Regions from separate parts of the Mus musculus genome. Here region 2 is linked to region 1. The links are chromatin contacts, called in public Hi-C maps. All regions are on one chromosome and are shown on one strand. The core of a region is the stretch at or near the end of the contact, and the rest is flanking DNA. Distances in the headings are between cores, read along the strand shown. Region 1 overlaps Gosr2 (golgi SNAP receptor complex member 2). Region 2 overlaps Nsf (N-ethylmaleimide sensitive fusion protein).

Region 1 (6,896 bases), core at 2,967-5,466:
GACTCTGCTGGCACACCTGCTCAAAGCAGGAATTGCCACAATAGAGATCTTCAACCATGAGCAGTTCTGGGGCTCACAGCTCCAAGCAGCTCCATGTTAGCTTTGCGATAACGTCTCAAGCCGCTTTCATTTACGCACAGTGTATAAGCAAATGCGGCAGAGTCGTTTTGGTAGCACCCTTGCCTTATGAGCTGTCCTACTGCCCAGCCATGATCCAGCTGGGAGCAGTGCTGCCGTCAAGGGCCCAATTGCCTGAAATGTTCCATCACTACCAGTTTCCTAAAAATCTCCGCGACGGGCGACACACAAACATTACCCAAACATACAAAAGCAACAACTGGGTTTGTGCTCAACGACCTCCCTGTGAACACTTCGGGAAGATCTTCTATATTCTTAAAAGCTATGTGGGAAAACTTTCTCGGCTCCCTAGCTCCAGCAATCCTTGATAATGACCTGTCACTCCGTAGAGTGACTCTTTAGGGCTTCTACTGAGTAAGTTAAGGTCAGTATTCACAAGGGAGTTTCAAGTGGGAAAGGAAGCAAAGACAGAAGTATGGCAAAGGCTGGGCATGGTGGTACATTCATTTAGACCTAGCAATTGGGAGGCAGAAACAGGCAGATCTCTCGATGAGTTCCAAGGCTAGCCAGGATACATAGAGAAATCCTATCTCAAAAAGAAAGAAAGAAAGAAAGAAAAGAAAAGAAAAAGGAAGGAAGGAAGGAAGGAAGGCAGGCAGGCAGGCAAGCAAGCAAAAGAACAGAAAAGCTCCTTCTTTAAGAACATAAACGCTGCCATGTATATCAATCCACTGTCTAAACCACTGGCCTGCTCGTTCTCGTTGCTTTCTAACTCTTAAGTGTATATTCAATTTCTTATGAAGTAACAGAACGAGGTACAGGGTCAAGACACATGGCACCCACTGTGCTTAGAAAGATGGTCCAGCCTTCAGCCCCACATTCATTTTCTAAGAGGAACACCCATCAATAAACCACTGAGAGTAGACATCAGCTGAAGGAGATGTAAAGTCACCTGGACAGGAATCTACCCAGACAAGGGCCAACAAACCAACAAGCCTCATCAAGGATTCTGAGCCAGCAATGGTGGTGCACACCTTTAATCTCAATGTCTGGCATGCAGACGCAGGCAGATCCCCGTGAGTTTAAGGCCAGTCTGGTCTATATAACAAGTTCCGGGCCAGCCAAGGCTACATAATAAAACACTGTCTCAAAAACCAAAGAAAGGAATATTGGGCTGGGGATGTGACCCACTGGTAGAGTGGCTGGTTAGCATGTATAAGGCCTTACATTTGGTTCTCTATATTGCAAATAAAAATAAAATGGAGGTCTCAAGTCAAATCAGTCTTCTGCCAGAGGAAAGTAGACAAAGTCTCACTAGAGTGAGAAAGTGAGAGATGTGCTGTAAGATCATCTTAGGACGGAAGTACAGACTACTCCGTGGTCATGCCTTCCAAATCACCTCACAGTGACCATGAACTCCACAAAGTACCTATTTCCAACCATAAAATCAAAGTAATTGCACCAGTGCTTTCATGCTCCCCTGTTCCTATCAAGTGGCTTAGGAAGAAAATTCCCTGGCCCAGGCAGGGAGAGATCACGAGGCAAGATGGGCAGAAGGAGGAATGCAGAGAAAACGGAGTCAGAAATCACAAAGGTCAAGACCCAGCAGTGAACGGACTTCCTCAGTGACCCCGGCTTCAGGAGGAGGCTAACACACCATGCAGAACCTCACCCGCACCAGCTCTGCGTCCTGCCGGACAGACAGACTGTCCCTGAGCTACAGAAAAGGGCAGTTCTCTACGAAAAAACAAAAACAAAAAAAGGCAGGGAGCCCACTGCAGAGATCGGGGTAGACTTTCAGTGACTCTTCTGAAGGGGGAGCACCTCTGCGCCACTGCAGACACTGTGACTGCCAACAGGAGGTGAGCTTCAACCGCCCTGTCGGTTCCTCTCCCTGTAAAGATGGTGGGAGCTGCTCAGAAATACACTGGAGTCCTTAGAGCAGACAACTCTGCCCCAATAACAACTAAGATAACCGCCACACTTCCAAGGGACTGTTTCTCACAGCCCAGTGGCTGGCAGTGCTTTACTCTAGGGGATCACACCCTGATAACAAGGAGAGCCCACACCCCCAGAGCCATCAGGGCTGACACAGGAAAAGACTGAGGCTGAAACGCCATGACTGACAGCAATCTATACTGTTTCTGTAAACCACTCCCAGGGGTCAGGGTCTCAGCAGTACAAACAAGGCAGGCTTCTTGGATACCTGTGGCTATGAGAAGCATGGGGACCTCCCTGTGCACTCCACGGCTGAAATCCCAAAGAAAACCACCTTAGAAGACTGCCTTCTTAAAAGAGCAAATCTAAAGACGCATTTCTCAGCCTGTCATTGGTCCCCTTACAGCAAACTCAATTTCATGCAGAGTCAGTAGGAGGGCAAAGCCCTAGCTATCAGGAAATGCCACTGCGTTTGTTACACGCAATGGGCAAACGTGTAAGTTCAAGGGCTTGGGCTTACTGTCACATGGGGACTGGGGACACAGAAACAATACAAACACAGAACTAAACTATAGGACAAGGACAAAATAAAAAGCCTTCTCTCTATTCTCCAGCAGGGCCCCCACCTTCAAGGTCAGTCTCTGGGCCCTCAGTCCCTCCAGAATACTGTGCCCGCCTCCAATGAGGTCATCCATGCCGTGGTGAATGTTGTGGAGGGAGGAGTTAAACTGCAGTGATTCATCCATGGGAATGGTGGTGTCAGAGTCCTGTGAAAGAAATGCAGGCACTTGGTTAACTTTGCTTGCCACTCAGCTCCTGGGGGCTGGGCAAATCTTACTACACTGCCTTTTTGGCCAACGTCAAGCCAGAAGAACTAGAGGGACAAATGCAAGAATCAGAGAGTCCAACAGGGGAGGAAAGCAAAGCAAAGGTGTGTGTAAGGGGGCGGGGCCTGCTCGCACAGCAGCAGAAGAGGTAACGGACCCATAATTCTCCAAGTGAGCTCTGCTGTAGTGTTGATCTGTTCATCTGCTACGTCCCCCACTGAGGAAAATCCGGTTATTCCTTCCAGACTTCATTCATTTCTCCTAAAGGTTTTTTCTGGCGCCTCTCAAAGACAGCTTCTCAAGTGTTCCTTTACAGCAGTTCTTGCTCGTGCGCTTTTACATGTTTGCTTTTGTTCTTTAGCTATTTTATCTATAGCTTATCCCTCTAATTAGACTGAAACTACGGATCAAAGGGGCAGTGCTTTCTACTGAAGCCTGCAGGGTGTTCAGGATGGGAACAAAGTTCTGAGAAGGCAGGGAAAGGTTGCTAAAGAAAGACAGAGGAAAAGAAAAGAGGACTGCAGAGTGAGCACAGTCTATGTGAGTGAGATGCCTCAGATCACAGACTCTGCAGACTTTGCAATGGATTTACCTACTAAGCACTCCTTTGGACCCTGGCCTTTCCGACTGAAATGCCCTATCAGTACAGACCAAGCCCTCTTACTTCACAGGCACATTTCTCTAACTCACACAGCTTGCTGGACTTTTCCTGCTCTCCCCATTTTGCAGATGAAGAAGGTGAGGCCCAGAGAGATGGAATAACCTGTCCAGATAGGTAGGATCCCAGGGCTGGGTGCACACACAACTCTCAATTTCAACTACACTGCAGACAAAAACACTGAGAGTGAGCCTGGTGGCTCTAACCACACACCAATTGCGCTGGGAAGAGGACCACGTGTCACCCAGCAGTGATTGTCTCTCCTTCCTGCTGTCTGACCAGCACAACCTCCTGCCAGGCAGTGCCCCACCACCATGGAAGCCCCAATTCCCACTGGCAGGTGAGTAACCATTTGTTCTGCTGCTCAAGTTCAGAACCAGCCCTAGGTGGACATTTTGAAACTCCCTGCTAACACAGAAGCTCCTGAAAGGAAGAAGCCATGTTTAGTACTCTTCTCAAAGGCTTTACTTGGTATCTTGGTGTTAACTCTAGTGTTTTAAGAGAACCACGACTCCCCTTTTCTGACAAGCACTTACTGAATGGCTTTACACAGAAACCTGAGAAGGGAAGGGTGCTAGTCTGCTCTCTTTAGAATGGGGAAAGTGACTTGGAGGAAGTTTCATTTGGTGAGTCAGTGCTTATGAGCAGCCTGGTGAGTGTGGTGCCACATCAGGCTGGCAATCAACAGAATAATCCTGAGAGGTCATGTCTAGCCTACAACTGCCTGAATGTGATGTAGCATGCCATATGCTGGCTTACTCAGAGGCTTACAGCACTGTATGTGTGAGCTGTTAATCACCACGGCCTGCCTGCCCACCTGCTCTATAAACACAAACCTGTGAAGCCCCAACCTGAAGCCCTGGAAGAACCGCACTGCAGCAGGGCATGGAGCAATGGCTTGGTCATCTGCCAGTGGAAATCGGGGTTTCCGTGGTGGAGGGGCACTGCCTGGCAGGAGGTTGTGCCAATCAGACAGTAGGAAAGAGAGCACTCACTACTAGTGACGACTTGGCTCTCTCCCAGGCCCAGTCTGTGTGCGGTTAGAGCCACCAGGCTCGCTCCAGGCTTGCTTGCAGTATTTCTGTCTACAGTGTGGCTTTGTACACATATTAAGCAAGGAATTCTACTGGCAGATTTAGAAAGTGACAAACTATGAAGCCCAAACCCACCTCATTTGGTAGAACACACTATGTGAGTCCCTGAAAAGGGCCAGGAGGTTGTATTTGCAGAGAATGAGCCTACTGAGGCTAGGAGACAGGGCAGGGCTTCTAAGAGATCAAACATGCAAAACAACAGGCTATTCCAAAAAGACTGAAGTCAAGCAATGCATCTAACACATCTGTTAACAAATTCCTCCAAATTGCCATTTGAGCCGGGGCAGAAACATTTTAATGCATCTGAGGCTGGAGACACACACACACACACACACACACACACACACACACAGAGCACAATGGGAAACATTTTAATGCATCTGAGGCTGGAGACACACACACACACACACAGCACAATGGGAAACATTTTAATGCATCTGAGGCTGGAGACACACACACACACACACACACACACACACAGCACAATGGCACGTGCCTGGAGGCAGCTTTCTAACCACTCTAACCACCTGTCTCTATCTGCTCACAGAAGCATCTCCCCCCATGTGAACCCCACCTCTGCAGTGGACTAATCAAGCCAGGGAATTTTCCTCTCTGCCTACTCTACTGCTTCAGTCTAACTGCTTCCTCCTCGGGTTTTTGTGTTTGGAGAGAAATCCCCCACCCAGGCCTGGTCTTAGTGGCAATGCACAAAGTCCCGACATTTCCACTTGGTCTCCTCCTGAGTCAGCTTCAGGCACTCCGCTAAGAGGTGATGCCTGTTACCTGCATTCAGTCCTGACCTGTCAGGCGCCTGCCAACCCCCAGAGTCTGGCTTACGTTAGTGGTGAAGGTGCGAGACAGAAGCTCGTCTCGCTGTCTCTCCTGCTGCTCCCTGACTTGGCGCCGGTGCTGAAAGTTCCTGAGGGCAGTCTGCAAGTGCTGGACATCATACTTTAGCTGGTCGACACGGCTGGAGTTAATGGAGACAGAGATTAAATCCTAGGGGCTGGGGTGGGCACACTGAGGCAACCTGGCTCTATACTCCCTTCTCTCCCAGGGCCCACCCTCACCGAGTCAAGCGGCAGCCTGTGGTTATGGTGGGTAAAATTACACACAGCTCCAGCTTTACTCAAATGTCTGCTGGGCTCTGACTTCTCAGGGAACAGGTGACAGGAAGCAGGCTTGATGGCCCCTTCCTGACCTTCTGAGGGTTACACTGTACTCCTGGAAGAAGCCCAAGGGCAGCTCTAAGGTAGAGCAGCCATGAAGTTTCATGAAACTTTTGGGAGTAGGGGCTGGAGTGGTGGTGAGGGTGGTTTCCCTTTGAATTTCACGGTGGAGTATCAAAGATTCGATCAGTACTTCATTATAAGCAGACTGATGGAAGCGATTAGGAAAGAGTACAAGTGCATTTCAGCCCAGCAGACGCCAGTGGGAACCAAACAGCAGAGCCACACTCCCTGGCAGTCCTAAGCTTTCAGTGACCAGGGGTCTGGTCACAAAATGCATACTGTCAACATTACCTCACAGAGACAATGGACTATAATCACTCCCAAGGACATCAGGGACCATGATCACAGGTGCGCACACTCTTTAATTTGGGGGGGGGGGGTCTATTGCTTACATAGAACTGTGCATTTTAGGGAAGACTTTATCTTCACACAGACTTCATTTCTTTAGTAAGTACCCAGATTTTCAGAATATTCTATAGCTTCCGATGGGAGAAAGGTGTGCTTTAGGGGCCTGAGGTATCTGAGCCACGTCAGGGATCGACACTCACAGTTTGGCATTCTGTCTTCTATTCAAGGGCTCCTTGCTTGACAAAATCTCCAGGCGCTCCAGATGGCTGAATATTTGCTCTATGCTTGCTTGGATCTCATTTTCTACTACTGCACAAAAGAGAGAGAGGGGGGAAAAAAAGAATAATTGCTGGGAAAAAGTCATGAACTTAAATTAAAAGTGATAAATGGTGCCTGGCCACGGTGGCGCACACCTTTAATCCCAGCACTTGGGAGGCAGAGGCAAGCGGATCTCTCTGAATTCAAGGCCAGCCTGGACTACAGAGCAAGTTCTAGGACAGCCAGGGCTACAGACACAGAAAAACCCTGTCTCAACAAACAAAACAAAACAAAAAATACCCAACAACAACAAAGTAAAAGTGATAAACATGTTTCCATAACATAAACTAAAACAAATATAATCCAAAAGGAACACAACGTACACAAAGATGGCTCAATATAAGGCCTACTGTGCCTCAAAGCATGGGTATCCTTATACCCATACATCCCTATAGCCATACAG
Region 2 (6,896 bases), core at 2,988-5,487, 210 kb after region 1:
CAGGAGCTTGCGGCCAGGAGGAAAATAGCTCATTACAGGCAGGATATAGGAGACAACTTGTCAGGATGGATCTCCTTTTGAGACTAGTCAAGGAATTGGGGAAGAAGTCTGAGGCCATATTTCCTGGAGTCTGTTAACTGAGGCAATCAGGAGTGTGCCAAGCCATCAAAACTAAGGGATTAGAAAGGGGTTCTGGGCAACATAGAAAGGTTTTGGGAAAAAGGAAAACAAAAGAAATGGGAAGAATGTGAGGAAGGGAGAAGTGAGCCTAAGCAGACTGGTACCACCGTAAGCTGGCTTGGCGTGAGACTCAGGTCATCCTGCACTAGCCTCTCCGTTGTATACAGCTGCATAACTAACAAGGATGTTAGGCAAGGTGGCCATTCTTAGTTCCTTAAACACAAATTTCACCTAAACTGACATAAGAACCTCAAGCTTTCATGTCCTGGGCATGTCTCCTCCCCCCCCCCCACTCCCCCACAATCTGCATCTTAAAGATTACCATCGTGGAGTAAATAAAAGTGCCACATTCATTTATAACCCTATTACCTAACTTCCCAACCAAAAGTGTGAGATAAACTAGGTGTGGTGCCAAACTCTTTTAATCCCAGCACTTGGGAAGCAGAGGCAGGGGGAAGAGCTCTGTGAGTTCAAAGCCATCCTCAGCTTCAGAGAGAGAGAGAGAGAGACTCTGTCTCAAAATACCAGCAAAACATCATGAGATAAGAAAATCTATGCTTCCAGCTCCAGCAAGCAGCAGAACTCGGCAGCTTCAGCCATGTGGCTCTGTCTCTAGAGTCAGAGGGCTAAGATCATAACCATGTGATAATCAAAAGGGAACCTGGGGTTAATGACTGAAGTGATATGTAATTCCTAAGGACTGGATTTTGGTCTACAAGAGAGAGTAGTGATCGAGAGCAGAGAGCTATCTTGAGTAGAAAGGTATCTTGCACAGGACACAAAGCTGTCAAAGAGAAGAAAGAAAGAAGAAAGAAAACAAAAAGCAAATCCATGCTTAACAGCTTTTTTCCTCTCCATCAACTTTGAGGCTTTAACTTTTGTCTCCAAGTGATTCCCATCTTGTCTCCTTATTCTCTAACGTAGGTAAGTAGGCACCTACATTTATAGCTTAGTTATGTTTATTGTATGCGCGGTATACATCTGGGGAAGATCCAGTCCAGGGCCTGTACTCTACTACCCAGCTCCATCTCTAGGCCTGGTTACATTGACTATAGGAGTAAATGGAGCTCGGGTACTGTGTCAGGTCCCTCGCTCAGCAGATAGCATGTACCACAGAAGATGGGGAAAACCTCCTCTGAGAGCTTCTGTGTTGCCAGCAAAATAAAGATGCTAGGTTACTGCCTGCTGGTGGAGACAGAAGGCTGGAGGAAGCTGTGTTAGGAGCTTGAGAGAACAGAAAAGAGCTAGTCATCTTAGAAACCAGGAGAGGACACTGCCTGAGCCAGGGATGCTTAGGAACAAGGCGCCCAGGGTCCACCTGAGGCACAGAGCCTAGATTCAAAGTGGGACCCAACACCACAAGTGTGGGTCTTTTCTAAAGTCAAACTTAGCAGCCAGATGCTGGCCTAGGCTCGCAGGCTGAGGAACATCTGAGATTTTGACTAAGGAGCAAGGCAGTTGGAGAGAGAGAGAGTGATTCTGTTAAATCATGCCACATAAGCACATAAGCTTCGTAAAGAGGGAGAGGGCAGCTAATGCCGGGGACAAACTGAGGCTCCACTGGAATCTAACTTACTAGAGTTGGGGCGGGGTATGTGTGTGCGCGCGTGTGTGCGTATGTGTGCTACAAGAAAAAAGAAGACAAGGGCTGGTGAGATGGCTCAGTGTGTAAGAGTACCCGACTGCTCTTCCAAAGGTCCAGTGTTCAAGTCCCAGCAACCACATGGTGGCTCACAACCATCCGTAACAAGATCTGACGCTCTCTTCTGGTGTGTCTGAAGACAGCTACAGTGTACTTACATATAATAAATAAATAAATCTTTAAGAAAAAAGAAAAAAGAAAAGAGAAGACAAAGTTAAAAAGAAGATGGCAGGAAGCTCAAATCTGAGGTCCTCTAAAGTGGTTGCTGGTAATGCAGTCTTGGTTATAATGAACAAGCGTGTGTTTGAGATAGACCAAGAGAGAAGCTCAGTGAATTAAAACCACGTAACAAGGATGGCGACATTGCCAACAACACCCACATAACTAAACCACAGTGGAGACCACACTTAGGGGCAAGTGATGCACTCAGCGTTTGCAGGGCTCTCCTGCTTGCTCCTCTCCAGCATGGCCACCTTCACACTCATTTTGTTATCCAAACGGTAGACTATGTACTGACCTTCACTGACACACATGCGTGAGCTATTATGAAGATACAAATTATACAAGATAGCAAATAAACAGCCTGTCTTAGGGGTTTTATGGTGGTAAAGGGACACCTCGAAGTGACACACTTACTCCAACAAGGCTGCTGGGGGCCATTTTCATTCAAACCACCACACAGTGAATGACCACATGCTGCTTTAGTGAGGGTTTCAGTGATGAGACACTGAGGGACTGTCTAAAAAGAACCTAGGTGAAAACTGAGTGGCACCCATTCCAGATCCCTTAAAAGAAAGCATTTCTAGACAGTCCCTCGAATCTGAGCACAAAGCTGTATCTTAATTATAGTTCTCAAGAGATGTTTGTCAAGAAGACTGAGGGCATGGTTTGTTTAGGGGAAAGAAAGGCCTGCCGCTGACTGAACTAAACAGGAAATAAATCAAGAATTCTAGAGAACATTAAAAATTATTATACACTGATTTTTCTACTCAGTTCTTAGACTTGGACTTCACAGTCTACAACACCAAACCAAACATGTTTTAAATGAGGTGAGGACCAGGTGTGGTGGTGCACACCTGTGACGCCAGGCACTCAGAGGGCAGAGGCAGGGGGATGGCGAGTATCAGAGCAAGTTGGTGGAACAGACAGTTCAGGGAGTAACGCTGTTCACCTGCAAGGCTGATGACTTGAGCTGGACCCACACTGTAGGCGAGAACCAACTCCTGCAAGTTACCCTCTGACCTCCACATGTGTGCTATGGCACGTGCACATGCACACACATGCACACGCATGCACACAGAATGAATGTAGTAGTAGTTAGTAGCAGTAAGAATGATAATGATAATAATAATAATAAATATTAATGGAGTTCTAGGCTGTCCTGGGCCATGTAGTGAGACTAAGACTCAAAACAATAATCACACCCACAAAAGAAAACAAAATGACTTCCCATAAACAAGAGCCCCCTCGCCCAAAACTGGGGAGAGATGCTCTAATTGCGTTGTTTAAGGTTTTTGCTTGTTTGTTTTAAATTTTGTCAATTCAAGATTTCTTTTTTTAAAAAAAGACATGTGTGCCTTCTATCCCAGGACCCTTAGGAGTTCAAAGCCAGCTTGGTCTATATTGTAAGTTCTAGGACAGCCATGATGGCACAGTAAGACCTTGTCTCAAAAGTAAATAAGTATAAAATATGACCATTGCTTCATAAAAGAAAACACATTTAATAACAAAAGGGATGATAGAAGTGATCTTAGAATAATGGACATTCTTTTAAATATACTGTTTCAAAGTAGGGGTTCTAAAAACGTGGAGGTTCTAGGGAGGAAAGAGAAGGGAAAAGTCATGTAATTACATTATAATCTCAAAAATAAAACAAAAATTGAAAAAAAAAAAGAGAAAGAAAGTGCTAAGGAGGACAGCTGGCACTGGCACTGGCCTTTGGCCTCCACACACATGTGCACCGCAGTCTATGCCCACATCCACAAGTGTGCACACAGCAGCAATGCTGGGATCTGTTGTCTACAGTAAGATCCTGGCCTTCCTCTCAGCAGGTGGGAATCACAGCAGTAAGCTGAAGGTCACTGTGATGATCAAGCCTGACACAGAAAGCCCCGCGGTACCCAGTGTCGACGCCTGAGTATCTGCTGCTGAGCGACGTTAGCTCATTTTTATCATCTGGCTATGGATGAATTGTGAAGCAGAACCAGACCTTCAGCTGCCACTTAAGAATTAGATCGCATCACACGCAACCGTAAAGCTCAAAATAAATGGCTACTTTGCTTCAGTTGGTTACTTCTGAGAGTGACGAGGTGTCCATCTTGGGCCTTAAAACCTTCTCTAGTGCTTCTGCTGCCTTGGAGTGCTGAGAATTCTAGTGTCTATTGCACTGGTGAAGCTCAAGCTCCCAGTGAACACAGCAGCGCCTCCGCCACATCTCAGCTAGCGCTTTAGTGAGGCCAGGATGTCCCACAGTGCCAGCTGCTCTTCCAGATGGGCTGTCAGAATCGATTCTTTCGCTTCTCTGTGCCTCTAGCAGAGACCAGTCTGCTAATTCTCAAGTTTTCTAAGCCCACGTAGTAGAGTCAACAAGGAGCTCCCTCTGGAGAAGCCAAGCCAGCACCATGATCAACACCACTTGTGCACACGCCTCTTTGCCCTCTTAAAGTCTCTACCGGCATTAGAAAGCTGACACTGGCTCTTCAGGGAACATTCTTTGTTCAGCGCACACTTACGTGACAGTACCTCATTCTGCCGGGAGCGCAAGAGCCATATCTCAGTATTTGCCCCAAAGTGGATAACTGCACTCTAGACTAGCATAGTGTGTCTTCCCCTTTAGTTTGAGGGGAACCAGCAATGCGTTATTCTCCCACCCACCCAACTATGAGTCTCTTAGCTGAATCAACAATCCTTCCACAACATACAAACCCAGGATACCCAGAGACACAGACATGCACATAGCTGTAAGCTTTCTGATGGCGTATACATCCAGAGATGTTAAGGTGGACATTACAGACAGACCGCACAGAGACTTCAGGTCTAAAGGTCTACACAGAACGGGGCTTTACCACAGTGACAGGCATCACCAGCCCCACTGGTGAAAGCAGTGCACACAATTATTTATAGGGTGTCTAATAAGTTTGCTATCATTTTCTTAAAATAGCATTATAAAAGTTACATAGCCTTAGTTCTGCAAGCTAAGGGATAAACAGTAACACTTGCTGTTTATAATCTTCGAAAATACCGTCCAACATGAGACACCTTGTGTTTGCCAAGCTTTTCTTTCTTAATGTGAGTTAAACAACTGTTTGTTTGTTTTTTCCTAGATGCCACCAGAGGCCAACTGCATCGAGAAAAACCGTCAGCAAAATTGCATGTATTCAAAGGGGGAAACTCATTGTCAAGATGTCAATAAATTAGAACCGATCTCTATCAAATTAGCATTGGGCTAGGAGTGCCTAATTCACTTCGGGGGTGGGGGTGGGGGGGATAGGAATGATTAGTGATCCTTAGAAGGGGAACCCCAGCGGCTTCCAGCTCAGACACAGACAACGCTGCCTGCCAAGGATGAGTCTCTCGAGGCCAGCGCAAGTCGGGACATCGTCACAGGTCTCACATGCTTCTCTAAGCAGTTGTGCAAACCAGGTCTGAATGCCTATGAATGCCTAACACTACAAAGTGCATGGACTTGTACACGCAATAGCTGGTACGGTCCTAGCAATTGCTAGCACTTGATCTCTCTAGGTTTTCATAACTTCAGCCTGCATTTCTGAAAAGTATTAACTGAAACTAACAAGTACTAGGTCTGCTTAAATTCCTCTTTTCAGAGTACAGAATGCTTATGTAGCAAACAGGCTTTTTTTTTTTTTTTTAAGATTTACTTATTTATACTATGTATTTTGAGACAGGGTCTATCTACGTAGTCCTGGCTGTTCCTGGAACGCCTCACAGAGACCAGGATGGCCTCAAACTCACAGAGCTCCACTTCCCCAGTGCCACCACACCAAGTGAGATTCAATTGTGTGTGTGTTGTTCCTGTATATGTGAGAGCAGGGCTGGCGGAGGGGAGGAGAGGGTTCTAGATCCAGGGAGCAGGAGTTACGTGCCTTTGTGAGCTGTAGGGTAAGAGTGCTGGGGACCGAACCCAGGCCCACGCCTTAGACTGACCACTGAGCGCCTCTCTAGCACCACTCTGCTTTTTTTCTAGCCACGCAGGAAGGGCTTGGAGCATGGCTTTCATCAACTTCTGTTTCAAAGAGTGTTCACTGATGAGCGTGGAAGGTGGGTCACCCGCCGGATCCCATCTGTGTACTTTCTAAACCCTTAAGGAGACGTTCAAGTTGAAGATCACTCGGGTACAAACCCCAGTCTCTTGACATCCTTTCGTTTAGGCGAGGAATGAAATGCACTGAGCTCCACGGTGAGTGCCTGAAAACGACCCATGCCCTGAGCACGGAGCAGCTGTGCTAGCTGTCTACCACCTGACTGGTCTATATCCAAATTAGTCAACTGAAATGCATATAGATCTTCTCATCAGATAGTCCAGAACGAGAGATGGGATGTGTGGAGCAACGCTCCCAGCTAATCTTTGCTGACGCCCCCACCCTTCTCCACTCCCTCCTAGGGTGTTGCCTGGTATTTCACGAATTCTTGATGACAAAGATCACGCGGCTTCTGTAGCAGGTCCTGCCTTGCTGTCACCTGGCATCCTGTGCTTTCAGGTTTCAGCAGTCTCGGGTTGGCCCTTCTGCTTCAGCTGAAATACACTGCTCTGCAGACGATGTATGGCTTCTTCCCTTCGCAGGGAGCCTCTAGTCTAGTTTATGTTCTTCTGCTCCTCAGAAATCACAGACGAGCCGGGCGTGGTGGTGCACGTCTGTAACCCTAGCACTCAGGGGACTGAAGACTGCAGTGAGTTCAAGGCCAACCTGGGCTTAACAAGTGTATTTAAGGCCAGCCTAGGCTACCCCCCCCACAAAAAAATAAATAAAAAATAAATCACTCCCTTAATTAAGACTATCTCTTCAATAATTACAGTAGCAACTCTCAAAACAATGTATCAAGGTCCTGCAGGGTT

The links. Hi-C and Micro-C count contacts between places; a contact is called where the count stands out from the background.
Region 2: a Hi-C map of cerebral cortex shows a contact between it and region 1, with 2.3 times the contacts expected there. The contact joins two enhancer-like sites. A contact is called at or near these places in 18 of 39 promoter capture datasets (the 3T3-L1 cell line, 3T3-L1-derived adipocytes, the C10 cell line and 10 more), 11 of 484 Hi-C or Micro-C datasets (the G1E-ER4 cell line, the STO cell line, cerebral cortex and 7 more) and 17 of 115 datasets of contacts at active chromatin or transcription factors (the 230-238 cell line, the NIH/3T3 cell line, the SCID.adh cell line and 10 more).

Annotation. Positions count from the first base shown.
Region 1 is chr11:103,681,150-103,688,045 of GRCm38.p6, forward strand. Gosr2 (golgi SNAP receptor complex member 2) reads right to left here. Exons shown (of 6, transcript NM_019650.4): 3 at 6,376-6,484; 4 at 5,433-5,565; 5 at 2,643-2,783. Among named protein-coding and RNA genes, the nearest start is that of Gosr2, 13 kb to the right of the region's middle. Within about 2 kb of position 4,217, at least 109 of the 459 cell types and tissues checked have an H3K27ac peak or open chromatin away from gene starts, as enhancers often do. A contact at or near this core is called in cerebral cortex, where this site is marked.
Region 2 is chr11:103,886,569-103,893,464 of GRCm38.p6, forward strand. All of the region lies in intron 8 of Nsf (N-ethylmaleimide sensitive fusion protein), which reads right to left. Among named protein-coding and RNA genes, the nearest start is that of Gm35311, 31 kb to the left of the region's middle. Within about 2 kb of position 4,238, at least 11 of the 459 cell types and tissues checked have an H3K27ac peak or open chromatin away from gene starts, as enhancers often do. A contact at or near this core is called in cerebral cortex, where this site is marked.